Regions from separate parts of the Zea mays genome. Here region 1 is linked to region 2. A link is a contact called in public Hi-C data. All regions are on one chromosome and are shown on one strand. The core of a region is the stretch at or near the end of the contact, and the rest is flanking DNA. Distances in the headings are between cores, read along the strand shown. Region 1 overlaps LOC103644152 (a long non-coding RNA gene). Region 2 overlaps LOC103644146 (nuclear pore complex protein NUP1-like).

Evidence for each region. A called contact is a pair of places that touch in the nucleus more often than the background predicts.
Region 1: a contact with region 2 is called in a Hi-C map of ear, with 2.2 times the contacts expected there. The contact joins two enhancer-like sites. A contact is called at or near these places in 2 of 25 Hi-C or Micro-C datasets (bundle sheath and ear).

The regions. Positions count from the first base shown.
Region 1 is chr1:293,175,639-293,182,801 of Zm-B73-REFERENCE-NAM-5.0, forward strand. It overlaps LOC103644152 (a long non-coding RNA gene), which reads left to right. Exons shown (of 3, transcript XR_002749710.2): 3 at 1-809. Among protein-coding and RNA genes, the nearest start is that of LOC103644152, 9.1 kb to the left of the region's middle. Within about 2 kb of position 3,128, at least 12 of the 20 cell types and tissues checked have an H3K27ac peak or open chromatin away from gene starts, as enhancers often do. A contact at or near this core is called in ear, where this site is marked.
Region 2 is chr1:292,762,542-292,769,926 of Zm-B73-REFERENCE-NAM-5.0, forward strand. It overlaps LOC103644146 (nuclear pore complex protein NUP1-like), which reads left to right. Exons shown (of 16, transcript XM_008667343.4): 8 at 1-63; 9 at 577-2,400; 10 at 5,366-5,967; 11 at 6,831-6,974; 12 at 7,102-7,254; 13 at 7,354-7,385. Among protein-coding and RNA genes, the nearest start is that of LOC100191430, 8.4 kb to the right of the region's middle. Within about 2 kb of position 3,125, at least 19 of the 20 cell types and tissues checked have an H3K27ac peak or open chromatin away from gene starts, as enhancers often do. A contact at or near this core is called in ear, where this site is marked.

The sequences.
Region 1 (7,163 bases), core at 1,878-4,377, 410 kb after region 2:
AGGTGCAGACTGCAGCACTACTGTAGCCAGGTAGTTTGCTGACGGTAGCAGGTTCATCGCCCTTCCTCCAGAAGCAGTTGAGACCCAGATCCTCAAGGTCCACGTCCGCCGCGAAGCTCTTGCAGGCGTCGACGATGGGCCTGTATCCGGTGCACCGGCACAGGTTGCCGGACACGGCCTTTTCAGCCTCCGAGGTGGTGAGCTTGGAGAAGCCTGTGGGCGGGGTAGGGCGGCTGGCCACCTTGTCGGCCTTGGCCAGCGCTGAGAAGATTGACATGCAGATGCCCGGCGTGCAGAAGCCGCACTGGGAAGCGTGGAAGCCTGCGAGCCGCTGCTGCACCGCGTGGTAGCCATCCTTGGTGTTGCCAATGCCCTCGCTCGTGGTCACTGAGCAGCGGTCAATGCTACGGAGCAGTGTCAGGCAGGAGCTCGCTGAGAACTCGGTCGCCTCGTCGGTGGCCGGGTTGTACTTGGAGATAAGGACCACGCACGCACCGCAGCCACCTGCCGCATTAGGAAATTGCGAGCACACAACAGGTTATTCCTCCAGTCTCAAAAAATAACTGCGCATCTGTTATCAACATTTATATCTCTAGTATGTTTATTATAGAGAATATATTTTATTATGAGGAAGTTTATCGTGCTTAATGTAATTATACTTATTGTGCATCATAAATGTTAAGCTCGCCTCTTAAAAAACGAGGCGTGGAGTTATTTCTTGATGGATGCTGAACACGTATATAAGACTACAGAAGGACTATCTTATCATTTCATTGAGATAAAAATGCAAAGGATGTTGTTATTTTCCATTTCAAAATTTGCAGTAGGTTAGCGTAATTGTGCCGTGCAAATTGCACATCGTTGCTTCTTTCAATTGAAAAGAAAAGGAGAGGAGTTTCCAAGGCTAATCAATCTACCTTTGGTATTAGCTTCTTGTGTATGAGATACGCAATACAACATATACATGCGCCTGTTAATTTACATGCCCATCGAGAAGAGCAGGGAGGAGTACTTCATCTCAGAATGAGCTCTATGAGATGAATGCGAGCCGCCAAGCGGTGGCTGGCTTGCACACATCAGACTAAACAAGTCCTTTGTCTGTCGAATAAACCGGAGAAGCGTTTTGTGCAAGGGAAAAAGGCATCTAATACGCTTGATGGGGGGAAAAAAGTTGCACTTTTGCCATTTTTCCATTGAAATATCTCCTCTGGCTTTCATTTCCTATGTACGGTTTACTGCTTTCGTTGGGTTGTTGACATTTCCGTGAGATGGTGGCGCGCCAAAATGACGAGAAGGAGCAAGGAAACTGGACAAAGGAGCTGTACTTGAAACCGATGGAGACTTGATTGAAACGAACGAGGCAGCGCCTGCCTTTGTTCGGTTGCTTCAAGAAGGGGACAAAACGGAGCATGCTGATGATGATTTAGGTTACACCGATCTACATGGCCGGTAGACGGAACTAGTAAGTATGGCAACCGGAAATTCTCCGTTGGACAATAGCTTTCATCTCTGTCCTCGCGACGAAAACATTTGCTCAAGGAGATTCTTACAAACGTTTGCTGGGACGTTTCTTTCTCATCCCCGTTTTCCACAGAGGTAAATCCCTGACAGAGATCCCAACCTCGCTTATATTATAACTAAGATGTATGTTCTTTGTTAATAAATAATAATGTAAAACATTGTCATTTATAAATATTGCTAGATATAAAAAATCATTATATGCACATCAAAATAAACACATTTGTACAATAAGTGATCTTTTACAAGATAATTATTTATTTTTATCATTAAGTATCACACGAAAACATGTCACGTGTAAGTTTAACGGGTCCTCGTGGGAAACGGAGATAGAGAATGCTTACCTATCTCCATTTACTCGTCGGAGAAGAATTTTTCCGTTTACATCCTCATAGAGGAGAAACTTCCTCATTCCCCTAATAGAGGAATTCTCCGCGGGAAATCGAGGATCGGGCATTGTCTCTAGAAGTTAACCTTGTTTACTGAAGGTGTTTAGGGATCAGGGTAATATGTTGCACCCTCAAGTTATAGGGTTAAAACAACTCCAATAAGTCCAAAAAAATATAATTTTCAAAACATAAAAAATAGGATATCTTTAAAATATTAAATCAAAAATAGGTAATACTCCAATAGCTACCAATAGTTTCTCTAAAACCCTTTTGAATGTGGGCCCTCTCTCGAGTTTTTTTGGTCCAGGTCATTGCATTATGGCGAGGCCTTCTCTCTTGAGTCCTAATGCTGCCAAGGAAAAAGGTGCAGCTTTGCGTCATACTTAGGTGTTGTTTGATTCACATAATTGTAACGTGATGGATAACAGATAACGTTAAATCATGTTTTTTAAGTTCAACGTAATCAGATAACACACTAAAAACGAATATCAGTCTATTCAAACTTATTATTGTTAGCACTCGAATGTGATCATTACTACCATTGTCATTTACATTACATTTTGTAAACCAAACATTAACTTAAGGTGCGTTTGGTTGGAGAGTCCATTAGAATGGAGCGGTTCCGTTCTAGTTTTTTTAGAATGGAGTCGTTCTATTCTTTGTTTGACAAGTAAAACATAGTCACTCTATTTTTTGTTTGGTTGAAGAGTAGAATAGAGCGGAGCCGCTCTGTTCTTTGTTTGGTTGGAGAGTCATATGAGTGTAGAGGAGAGAAGAGTAAGAAGAGCGCTCGTATCCGACCATTTTGGTGGAGCGGAAGCACTTCAACTATTTTTAGTAAATTTCTATATGAAAACTACAGGCACCGCTCCGCTCCTATTTTGTTAGAAACTAAACATAAAAAAACTAGAATAAAACCGCTCCATTCTGCTCGACTCCTCGAACAAAGGCATAAATGTATATCAACCTGGTCGTCATTTGCCCGCTCGTACCTTCGCCGCAGCCGAGCTTGGGGCCCCTAACGGGCGTCTGGGTGCGCAGGAACTCCAGCAGCGTCGTCGACGGATCCACACCGGTGGCCTCGTAACGCTGCCCGTTCACGGCCACCACCACCGCGGCCGGCGCCTTCCCCATCTCCGCGCGCGGCCACCCCCCACCCGCCAGTCCTAGTGCAGTAGTGCACGACGGAGCTGCTGTGCTCTGCCTCTGCTGACTGCTATCGTGGGACGTGGCACTGTATGCCTTACTTGTATATGTAGCACGGGAGTGGGAGTTTCCTGGATGCACCGCTGGTGATGCACGCGCTGACGCCGCCGCCGCCGCCCGGTATTGTAGTATTTGTGCCTGCGACAGCAAGAGCGAAATAATGACGCTGAGAAGAAAGGACTTGTCTATCCATCCAGCGCACTAAGGCTATAGATGTCCAAACGGGCCACCCGGCACGGACCCGGCCCGAACCCGTTTCGGCCCGGTACGAATAGGGCCGGGCCAGGCGTGGCCTGTTGATGCTTCGGGCCGGGTCGGGCTGGCCCACGTGCCTAGGGACATGCCCAAACCCGACACGCACAGGGAAAAATCGTGCCGGGTCGGCCCGTTGGCCCGGTGGGCCTCAACGGACCGGGCCGGGCACTCGCCCGAACCAACAGTAAAGCGGTATATAAATACATATATTTAACAGAATTAATCATATATAATATGCAAAATATTTACGTATCCATTTTATATTTATGTATGCATTTTATATATGTTTGGCCGCGTATTTAGTATTTACATATTATGAGAGAATTAAATGTATTTACATATTTAGTATTTACATAAATATGTGGGCCGCCGTCGGGCCGACCCATTTATCGGGCCGGGCCGGGCCAAAGCACGCGGGCCGCCGTATCTGCCCATACTCGGCCCGCTAAACGGGCCGTGCCGGCCCGGGCCCGTAACCGACCGTGCCGGGTCGTGTTTGGACCGGGCTAAATTCGTGTCGTGCCACGGGCCAAACGGGCGGCCCGCACTGTTTGGACATCTATAACTAAGGCTGAGTCCAGTGCACAGCCTCCCTCTCGCCCCTGCCACGTCAGCTCTCGCCTCCACTCTCGCCTCTGCTGCTCCAGTGCACAGGCTGCAGCAGGCTACAGCTTCAGGCTATAGCCACATCAGCTTTTCTATTTCAGAATTAAGTAATTCACGCGGATTTATTTCAACGCTCAGAAAACACACAACATAATATTTTTTATTGAATTAAAAATTACAAATTGCGTAATAATTAAAATAAAATTACAACGCTTGGGCCGGCTCGACGACTCTTCATTGAGGTTGAGCATAGCCTCCTCCATGGCTGCTTGCAATGTATTGCACATTACCCCTTCAGCTCCTTCACTTGAGTTTGTGCTCGAGGAAGACATGACGTGAAGATGAGTAGAAAAGGCGAGTTTGGAAGAGAGAAATGAGATGAAATGGTGTGTGGAATGAGCTCCACCCGGGTAGGGATATATATAGAGGGATTGGGGATGAAATTTGTGATTTTTTGCAATTTTTTCGAATTTTTTGGACTCCAAACGGTCAAAAACGGCTAGTTGTAACGGCTAGCACACGTGGACCAATCAGATCGCGACACGTGGACCAGTCAGATCGCGCCACGTCGCTCTCGCCCCGCCAGTGCCTCGCCTCGCTCTCGCCTCCCTCTCGCCCGCCTCTCGCCCGGGCGGGCGCTCCAGCGCGGGCGCGAGCGCCGTCGCCCGGCGACCCTCTCTCGCCCGCCTCTCGCCCACGCGCGGGCGGTAGCGGCTCTCTCTCGCCCGCGCTACCGCCCGCGTTGCCACCAGTCTAACAGTAGTTTTTCTTGTAGAAGAAAGGACGATGAAGAAGGTTCCGTTTAGCAAAAGAAAATCATGTGAGGGTTAGTCTAGGAACCGTATTTTTCTAGGAGATTAAGAAATAGTTTATTTTTTATAGAAAAATAGAAATTCTTTAAAAAATGTAAAATAGTGTTTATAAACTAGCCCTAAGTTTATAGAGAAAACTGTGACAAATAAAATCAGCTAAATTTGGACTCTCAGCTTATAACATGTTACATTATCTAAAATTAAAGTGGGCTATGCAGTTGGAGAAATTAATTCTTATTATAAAGGGTCTTTGTGTAATGGTTCCAGGACTACAAAATTTAAAAATAATGAGTTTAAAGACCCTCTCGTCTCTCTTCAATTTATGTAAATTGTAGCGCATGTAATTTAGAGTAAAGAAAAACAGTAGTAACAACAATCATACATGTGGATGGACATAGACGTTAAATGTTGTTCGTTGGGTTTTAACACCTGGGCCCAAACACTCAGGTGCGGGTAGGGTAATTGTGCTCAACAAAATGGGAAGTTGGGTGCTCAAATGTTTTGTGAAGTGTGTTCTGTCCAAGAGCCGGACGAGGGTATTTATAGGTAAACAAGACGCTACGATCTAATGTATATTCGTACCCTTGTTACCTACTACATTCTCATAATATATTATATAACGGGGTAACTACGGAACAGTGCCACCCTAGAACTAGCTAGTTACATCAAACACTGTAGCAATAGATGAGGTCGACATGTAGGCATGCGTTGCTTGCTGGGACCCACTGACCCTCCGTTTTTCGTGGTTAATCTACCTGGTCCTAAGTCCCGAAGTCCTTCGTGTTGAGGTCTTCGTCTTCGCCTGTCGGTCCATCCTCTAGTCTGGCGTAGAGGAACGATCTCCTTCGCAGCACCCAGGTCTTCGCCAGGGTAACCACCGGGAGCAAAGCCCTTGAGGTCTTCAACCTCTTGGACCAAAAAACCCCGCTTTGATTCAGACCCGTTGCCGATAGATCCCAAATGGCATCTTCGAACCCTTCGTGTCATGCTAGGGCGACTTCTCGTGCACAACAAAGTCATCGCCATTCGAATCTTCATGTTGAGACGATTTTATGCGTTCGCAGACAAGGTTTGTTGAGGTTGGAGACGGATGACCGAGGTCTGGTTCGACCATGTTCCCAGCATTTCCCATGAAGTGGATTGTAGTCTAACAGCACATATGCTATGTATATATGGGCACTAGATCATCCAGGACATGCACAAGAGCGACAATAGTTTTTACTAAAGAAATGAGAGTAGAATAGTTCCTTTATGATAGGAGAACAAGAAAGTAAGAAAGAAGAGGGGAGAGAAAAACATTTGAAGATGCAAGAAGCGAACATGACACAAAGTGGGTTTGTGTTGTTTAACACATGAATGGTTTATTTGTGCAACAAATATGATACATATTTATTTTGGTTAAATCAATTTGTGCTAATACGATTTTTTAAGTTTCCATGAATTTTTTAGCTTACCTTTGGTACCCGATCCAATTTTTAGCACTACCAATTTGCAATAATAACTATGTTATTTTCTGTTTTCTTGTATATGACATGAAAGGATATATATGCAATATTAAGTATATTCTATTGCATATGAAAGAATGTCTAATGTTTGTTTCCATGAACCTTATGTTTTATGTTAGAAAGGTGTATCTTGCTTGATGTGATATATTTAATGTAATATTAATTTTAATCAAGCAAATGATGTGACAATAATATATATTTTGGGTATCCCGATCAAGTTCAAGAAGATACATATGGAATGGGCTCATGGGATCGGTAGAAAACCCATGGAGTCAGAAGCAACGACCAGAAGGAAGGCCTATCAGCAGGGGGTTCCAGAAGGTTAAACATGACAGAGATCTTAAGAGATCTTATCTAGATCAAGTTGTACTCATCTCATGGTGGATAATGGTAATACAGTAGTAAATAAAAACCAAGGAACAAAGGAAAGAAGATGAAGAATCCACTTTATGTTAGTGAGGGACAAATTCATAAGAAATTAAGATGCCATTTTTGCAAGAAAATTGGCCATTTCAAGAAGGATTGCTTGAACAGGAAGAAATGGTTCAAAAAGAAACATATACATCATTATGTTTTTGTGTGCTTAGAATCAAATTTTGTTGAAGTTTATGGTAATACCTTACGGTTATTTTGTGGTGCTACTAATGTTTCACATATTACATAGGGATTTCTTCTGACCCAACCCATAAGCGGGTGTAACCAGTTCTTGTACATGGGAAATAAAATGAAGGCATGAATTGAACAGATCGAGACATCGAATAATCCTCGAGACCGGTCTGAATGTAGACTTGAAAGCGTGTCTTTGTGTTCTTGAATGTTCTAGAAATCTTATATCTACAAGCTAGTTGTATGTAATAAGCTTAAAGTTCATG
Region 2 (7,385 bases), core at 1,875-4,374:
GCAGCCAATTACGTCAGATTTTGAAACATCAACTGCAAAAAACAAATCAACACTCGGGCAGAGGTGATTTCTCTTTTATCTTTGTCTCTCTTTTGGCGCTTCATGGACCATTTTCGTTATTAGTATTAAGAATGTGCACATAATTTCAATGTCTTATTTGTTACCGTGAGACTGGATATTTGTTTTATCATGAAATTGGTTAGACTTGGTGTTAGTAATTGGATGTGGATCCTTGATGGACAATGGAGATACAACATTTTTTTTCAACTTAAGGCCCTGTTTGTTTCCTTCTAGGATTATATAATCCAGCTTATGGATTATATAAGCACCTAATGACCTGCTTATGGATTATCATAATCTAGGTATCTAGATTATATAATCCACCTAATAATCTGTGTTGTTTGTTTGCCTCTTAACTTATTTCCTGGATTATATAATCTAGAGGGCAAACAAACAGGGCCTTAGTGATGCATTTAAAAAACCAATATAGTCTTAATCTGATCCTCCTGGAATGCAAGCCAGTTGTTTTCAATGTTTTTCAAGTCTGCTAATCTGTTTTGCTTTTTATTTTTCCAGTGTCACCAAGCCCACAACATTAGCCAGCACTAGTTCAGAGAGAGGTGATAAAACAGAAAAAGCAGAAGATGTAGCCAACCCATCTGAGAAGGTGTTGCCTTCAGCTGCATCAACAACACTGAATGCACCTCTCCATTTTACATCTGTGGCATCTACTTCGAGCCTGAGCAATGGCTTGTCATACTCACCACCAAAGCTCACAACTCCTCCACCTACTGATAAACCTGCTATCAGCTCAGCTGTTTCCACTTCCATATTTGCCGTATCCAGTAGCAGTCCAGCTATTTCATCGTCTCCTGCATTTACGGGATTTAGTTTTTCTTCCAGTGCTCCGGTTGGATTGTCATTGGTAACATCAGCTAAATCTGATGGCACAACTGCTGAAAATAAGGCAGCTAGCACCTTATCATTTGGTATAGGGGGTACAAAAGCTGAAGTGAAATCTGTTGCACCAGATGCAAGCAGCAAGGCATCATCGGAACTTTTTATTTCACCTGTGTCATCAAGTATTGCAAGCTTTTCAAGTTCCCCCGCCACATCTACGCCTACTTTCACCGCAGTTGCACCTTCAAGTGATGCTGCTGGAATATCTGTGGCTGCACCATCTAGTACTTCCACTGCACCAGGTTTACAGTCTGCTTCAACCCCTTCATTTACATTTCCGAGCTCTGGAAACAACCTTTTTGGGTTCAGCTCCCCAGCCCAATCTACTGGCCTCAGTACATCGTCACTTGCTGGTAGTACCTCTCAACCACCAGCTGCTAGCACACTCTTTGGTAGTAAGCCGACGCAGTCAGACGGAACAATACAACAAACATCCCAGAGTTCAAAACCACAATCTGGCTCACCATTCCCGGTCATGACTCCTGGAGTTGGAGCATCCTCGTCTGGACCTGGGACGCTATCTTTTGGACTTGGAGCTTCCTCAACTGGTTCAGGCACTGCATCTTTTGGTGTCGGAGCTTCATCTTCCGCACCTGGAACTTTATCAACTTTTGGTGCAGCAGCTCACTCTTCTGGACCTGGAGTTTTCTCTTTTGGGGCAGGAACTTCCTCATCAGGACCTAGCACTGCCTCTTTTGGTGCAGCAACTTCCACATCAGGGACTGGATTTGGCAATTCACCATTTGGAACTGGAGCTACTTTTGCGAATCCATTTAGCTCTAGTTCAAGCACTGGGTTCACATTTTCTTCACCTAGCTCTTCTGCTGGTGCATCAACAGCGGCCAGTACGAGTGTATTTGCCAGCACCTCTACAGCTTCTTCAGCCTCAGCTTTTAGCAACCCTTTTGGCTCAAGTTCATCCCCACCCAGCACATTTACATTTGGGCAATCAGGTTCTTCAGGCAACACTTTTGCATTTGGAGCGCAGCCAGCTCCAACGTTCCCATCTCAACCATCACTTTTCTCATTTAGTTCAGCCAACACTAGCATGAATTCGTCTCCACAGCCTGCATTTGGAATGATAAATACCAACACAGCCTTCAGCATGGCTTCCCCCGGAAATGATCAGATGAACGAAGACAGCATGGCAGATGACACTAGTCAGGCAGCACCTGCGCCAGCGCCAGTATTTGGTTCATCATTTGGACAGCAGAACAACTCATCTGCTGCCCCGGTATTTGGTGCTCCCGCGGTCCAGCCAGGTGGTGTTTTTCAGTTCGGGGGCCAACAAGGTTCAGCACAGCAGAACCCGTCCTTCCCAGCTGTTGGCAGTCTAGAGTTTCAGGGTGGGAACTTTTCGTTGGGCAGCGGGGGTGGTGGCGGTGACAAGTCGAACCGAAGAGTGATCAAGGTCAAAAGGACACCAAAGAAGAGATAAGGGTGCGCCCTCTGTTGGAATCTTCCTTTGATGGTGTCATTTGTGATTGGATCGCACTGCTTGGGAACGAAGTCAAGTACGACGAGGTTTTATGGCCACGCAGATTTCCCTGCAGCAGGGCGATAGCGCTATATATCTCATGGCTGGCTTGTAAACGCATCCACCAAGGTCAGTGTAGTCTCCTGTGCACTCAATTCATTTCCTCATCGGGGCCGGCGGCCTGCATGTTGTGTAATATGCCTGTGCTCATGGGGTGTAAAATAGAACAAAAAAGTGTTGTAATTTTTGTTTTCTTGCCTCCAAATGCCGACTTGATTTCTTATCTGTGGTTTGGCTACGGTATATTTGTATCGGAGTGTAACGCACTGTTGTATTTTTGTTTTTGGGTTTATTACATTCAACAAGGTCAGAACTGTATCGTAGAATACCTGTCCATACTTAATCCTGCCTACGCATTGATTGTTTACTCGTCGTCCGTGAGCTGTTGCGTGCTCGTGCCACGCTGTGTTGTCCTTGTCGCAGCAGAATATTTCCCTTCCCGTGTGCTTGACCAGTTCTTCCTGAAAGCTGCCACTCGGCACCTACGCTTAGTCTGTAATCGGGCAGGCACCTAGTTTGGAATTTTTAGTCCGGTACGGCTGAAACTGGGATGGTACTGGCCACCTGCCGCGGCTGGGAGATCCGGATGCACATTGGCACCCGGAGCCGGTGGTACGGTGACGCGCCGTGGACTTTGCACAACGGAGCGGCACGACCCGGTTGGTCGTGCACCCACGCGCAAGGCGCTCTCTCGCATCCACACCCCCCCCCCCCCCCCCCCCCCCCCCCCCCCCCGTCCGTCTTCGTAGTTCGTGGAGAGTCGCACGCGGCCAGTTGTTCGCGTTTGTTACTATTCTTTGGTCAGTGCCCCATCTATCCATCTTGAGGCATCGACAGGCGACGGCGGCACATCGGCAACAACAGTAGTTGCACGGTCAGACCCTCGGTAGGTACGTCTGACAGTCTAATCATCCTGTATTACTGATTGCTTATTGTCTATGACATATGAATGAACTTTTTAATTTGAGGAAAAGGAAAACTTTTATTTGCCGCTAATCTATATATATATAGTTGGATTACATTTTACAAACTAGTCTATAAAACAGAATTACATTTTATAAACTTTATTGTGGATAGTTGGATGCTCGAAGCCTAAAGAATGTGGTGAGTATCTGTTAATATATGTCCAACGTTTATCTGATCCATTTTAATACTAATTGTTATCAGAATCAGTAAGGAAAAATAAAGTAAATCAATCAACAAATCATAGTGCATGACACATAAATTTACGTGGAAAACCCTTCAATGCGAAGAGAAAAATCATGGGCGGTAGACAGACAAAACCTTCACTAGGAGTAAATTATGACTAGGCTCTGGCCCAAGCCTTCCGACGACATGCCTCCATATATAAAATTTGGATCACAAAAACAACACTAACTATATCTAGTTATGTATATGTATATGTTACTCTTATTTTTGGTATGGTATGTGCAGAAATCGAGGTTTTGGATTTTGAAAAGAATGTTGTGCGGCAAACTTGCTGTGAACTCATCTTATTTTCCACATAACAGATTAACAGGTAGTTAACCAGTTATAGAAAGAGATATGAGACAGTTTATCTGTTGGTAAAATAAAATACTATATATTCCTATATGTTGCAGATCTGTTAAAACATGAAGATGAGTTGATATATTGCCTTTTTTTTTGTTAGAAACATGCATAAAAAGGTGATTTCTTCTCTATCTCCTTCTGCTATCGTGTGTATATAATCTTTTAATTCTACAATAAATAAGGTAGATCCGTATATTTATTGACGTTAACATGTTCTACTCATCTTAATTCGATAATAAGTAAACTATATTAACAATACACTTATAGCGGATTTTTTTAATAGACCATCATATCAACAAATTCTGACTAGGCCGCTGTCCCTCGCCGCCCCCCGCTTCGCGCCCTCTTCCTGGTAGCTCCTGCCTCCTGCACCACGTACCGAGGGATCACGCGTTTCCTGAACCTCAGCTCCTGCCCTTTTGTTGCCGCCCTTTCCCCTCTTCAATGTTCTTGTCATTTCTTCTTCTAGATAAGCTGCATATCCTATCGTGGTCGTGGTCGAGCTGTTGTCCCCTTGCTTGTGAACCTTCGGCCCTCTTTGGAGGTGGTCTTCCTACCCCTCAATTTGCCTTGAGCAATTTGGTTTCTAGCGTCTGTGGGTGCTCTCCTTTGACTGCTTCTTCCTCCACCTGCTGCGCCGGCAAGACGACGAGGTCCAAAATCTCGGTGGCCGTGCTGTCACTCTCGCCGCTTCGTTATTCTTGATGCGCAGGCACAGCTGCTGTCCCAAGGCGTCCGATTTCCGCATTGCGTGCTCCGGGATACACCTCTTCTCGCGTTGACTTCGACGCGCACTCGAGGCGATCGGGGCACTTGTTTCCATCTTTGATCTCCGCTTTCCATAGCTTCCCGCGCGATCTATCCGATCTCCTGCCCAAAGGGAGCCCCGTTCCCGGATGCTGGAGGAAGGGGCACACATATACCCGCGACGTGATCTGAGCCGGCACGGAGCTCCAGGAGTCGAGGGCTGTGTTCTTGGATCCGATAAAGGTTCCGGCCACTCGTGTTCGCCCCGCCGCACGCCGCGATGGGGAACACGTGCGTCGGACCCAGCATCACCAAGAACGGCTTCTTCCAGTCCGTCTCCACGGTGCTGTGGAAGACGTCGCAGGACGGCGACGCGCTGCCCGCCGCCGGCTCTGATGCCAATGGCCCCGGCCGGTCGCAGTCGACGCCGCCGCCGGCACTGCCGAAGCCGGCGTCCGACGTGCACGTCGCCGTGCAGAGCAAGGCCCCTGAGCCCGTCAAGATCGCCGCCTCCCACTCGGAGCCGGCGCCCAAGGCCGCCGCCCCCGTCGCCGCCAACGCCAGCCCCAGCTCCAGCCCCAACTCGTCTGCCGAGGCGCTGCCCACCAGGCCGCGTCCCAAGGCGCCGCCGGTGAAGCGCGTGTCCAGCGCCGGGCTGCTGGTCGGCTCGGTGCTCAAGCGCAGGACGGAGAACCTTAAGGACAAGTACAGCCTGGGGCGGCGCCTCGGGCAGGGCCAGTTCGGCACCACGTACCTGTGCGTGGAGCGGGCCACGGGCAAGGAGTTCGCGTGCAAGTCCATCCTGAAGCGCAAGCTCGTCACCGACGACGACGTGGAGGACGTCCGCCGGGAGATCCAGATAATGCACCACCTGGCGGGCCACCCCAACGTGATCTCCATCCGCGGCGCCTACGAGGACGCCGTCGCCGTGCACCTCGTCATGGAGCTCTGCGGCGGCGGCGAGCTGTTCGACAGGATCGTGCAGAAGGGCCACTACACCGAGAGGAAGGCCGCCGAGCTCGCCAGGGTCATCGTCGGCGTCGTCGAGGCGTGCCACTCCATGGGCGTCATGCACCGGGACCTCAAGCCGGAGAACTTCCTCTTCGCTGACCAGAAGGAGGAGGCCGCTCTCAAGACCATCGATTTTGGTCTCTCCATTTTCTTTCACCCTGGTGAGTTTCATTCATTCAAAAAAATAAAAAAAAATCCTTACATATCGACGCGAATTTGTATTTTTGTACCTCGTCCCCCCCCCCCCCTTTGACCTGATCCAGATTTATTATGTTCTCTCATCGCATCAACGTTTGGTCAACAATATCAGCATTATGTGATGCAATGCAATGCTTCTCAGTATCTGCCAAAGCAGTTACTATTCAGTGATCTATCTACATGTTTGAATTGCCAGTGCTGTTTGATAACCCTGTTTCAGTAAGTTACAGATAAAATGGCATCTGCTACTCAATTTACCGATTAGATCTTCACCAGAATTAGAATACAGAGGATTTTGCCATTCATTAGCAGTGATAGCCTGATAGGTGGTTAGTAGAGATGAAAATGGGTATCGGAATAAAAGCAGATATGTATAAAATTCGATGCTAACCTTTTTTTTTGTTAGCAGACACATTTTTATAAGTAAGAATAAAATATTGTATAGATTTTTTATACATTATTTGCTTATTAAAACAAAAAATTGAAAAAATATCCGTATTCGTATCTAAATTATATATCTATTATTAACTTTTATGAATATTTACAAACTTAATGTTAAAAATAAGAATATGAATTTGCATAACCGATCCTATATCCTATTTATGCATAGTCAAACAAAAAAGACCACAAAACTGGTATACGAATACGTATTCGTCTTCATCCTTAGTGGTTAGTTGATACTACACTATGTTTTTATCCCCTGAAGTACTGGCGAAAGTCTGATCCTTGCCAGTAAATGCCAACAGTTGAGACATGCAGCTGCATACCTTCACTTGTCTGCAACTCTGCATTCCATCCTTGTGATCATCCATTCATCCTACTTCAGGTCAAATATTCACCGACGTGGTGGGTAGCCCTTACTACGTGGCACCAGAGGTGCTGAAGAAGAAGTACGGTCCAGAGGCAGACGTCTGGAGCGCCGGTGTGATCATCTACATCCTGCTGTCCGGAGTGCCGCCATTCTGGGCAGGTGAAGTGTGGCACACCTTTAAGCAGTGCATTGATCGACGAGACTGATACGGCATTATCATGTAAAATTCCACGGCCGATCTCTTGTACTGACCACGCACTCGCTTCTTCACTTGTTCGTGGAGCAGAGAACGAGCAGGGCATATTCGAAGAGGTTTTGCACGGGAGGCTCGACTTCGAGTCGGAGCCATGGCCCAGCGTCTCCGAAGGCGCCAAGGATCTTGTGAGGAGAATGCTCATCAGGGACCCGAGGAAGAGACTGACCGCCCATGAAGTTCTACGTGAGTTCCCTAACTTACTTATCATCAGTCACATTGCTTCCCAATTTCTGCCTGTGTTTTTTTGTTTCACTGAAGCTGTTGTTTGTTATCCTCTTCTAGGGCATCCTTGGGTCCAGGTTGGTGGTTTGGCT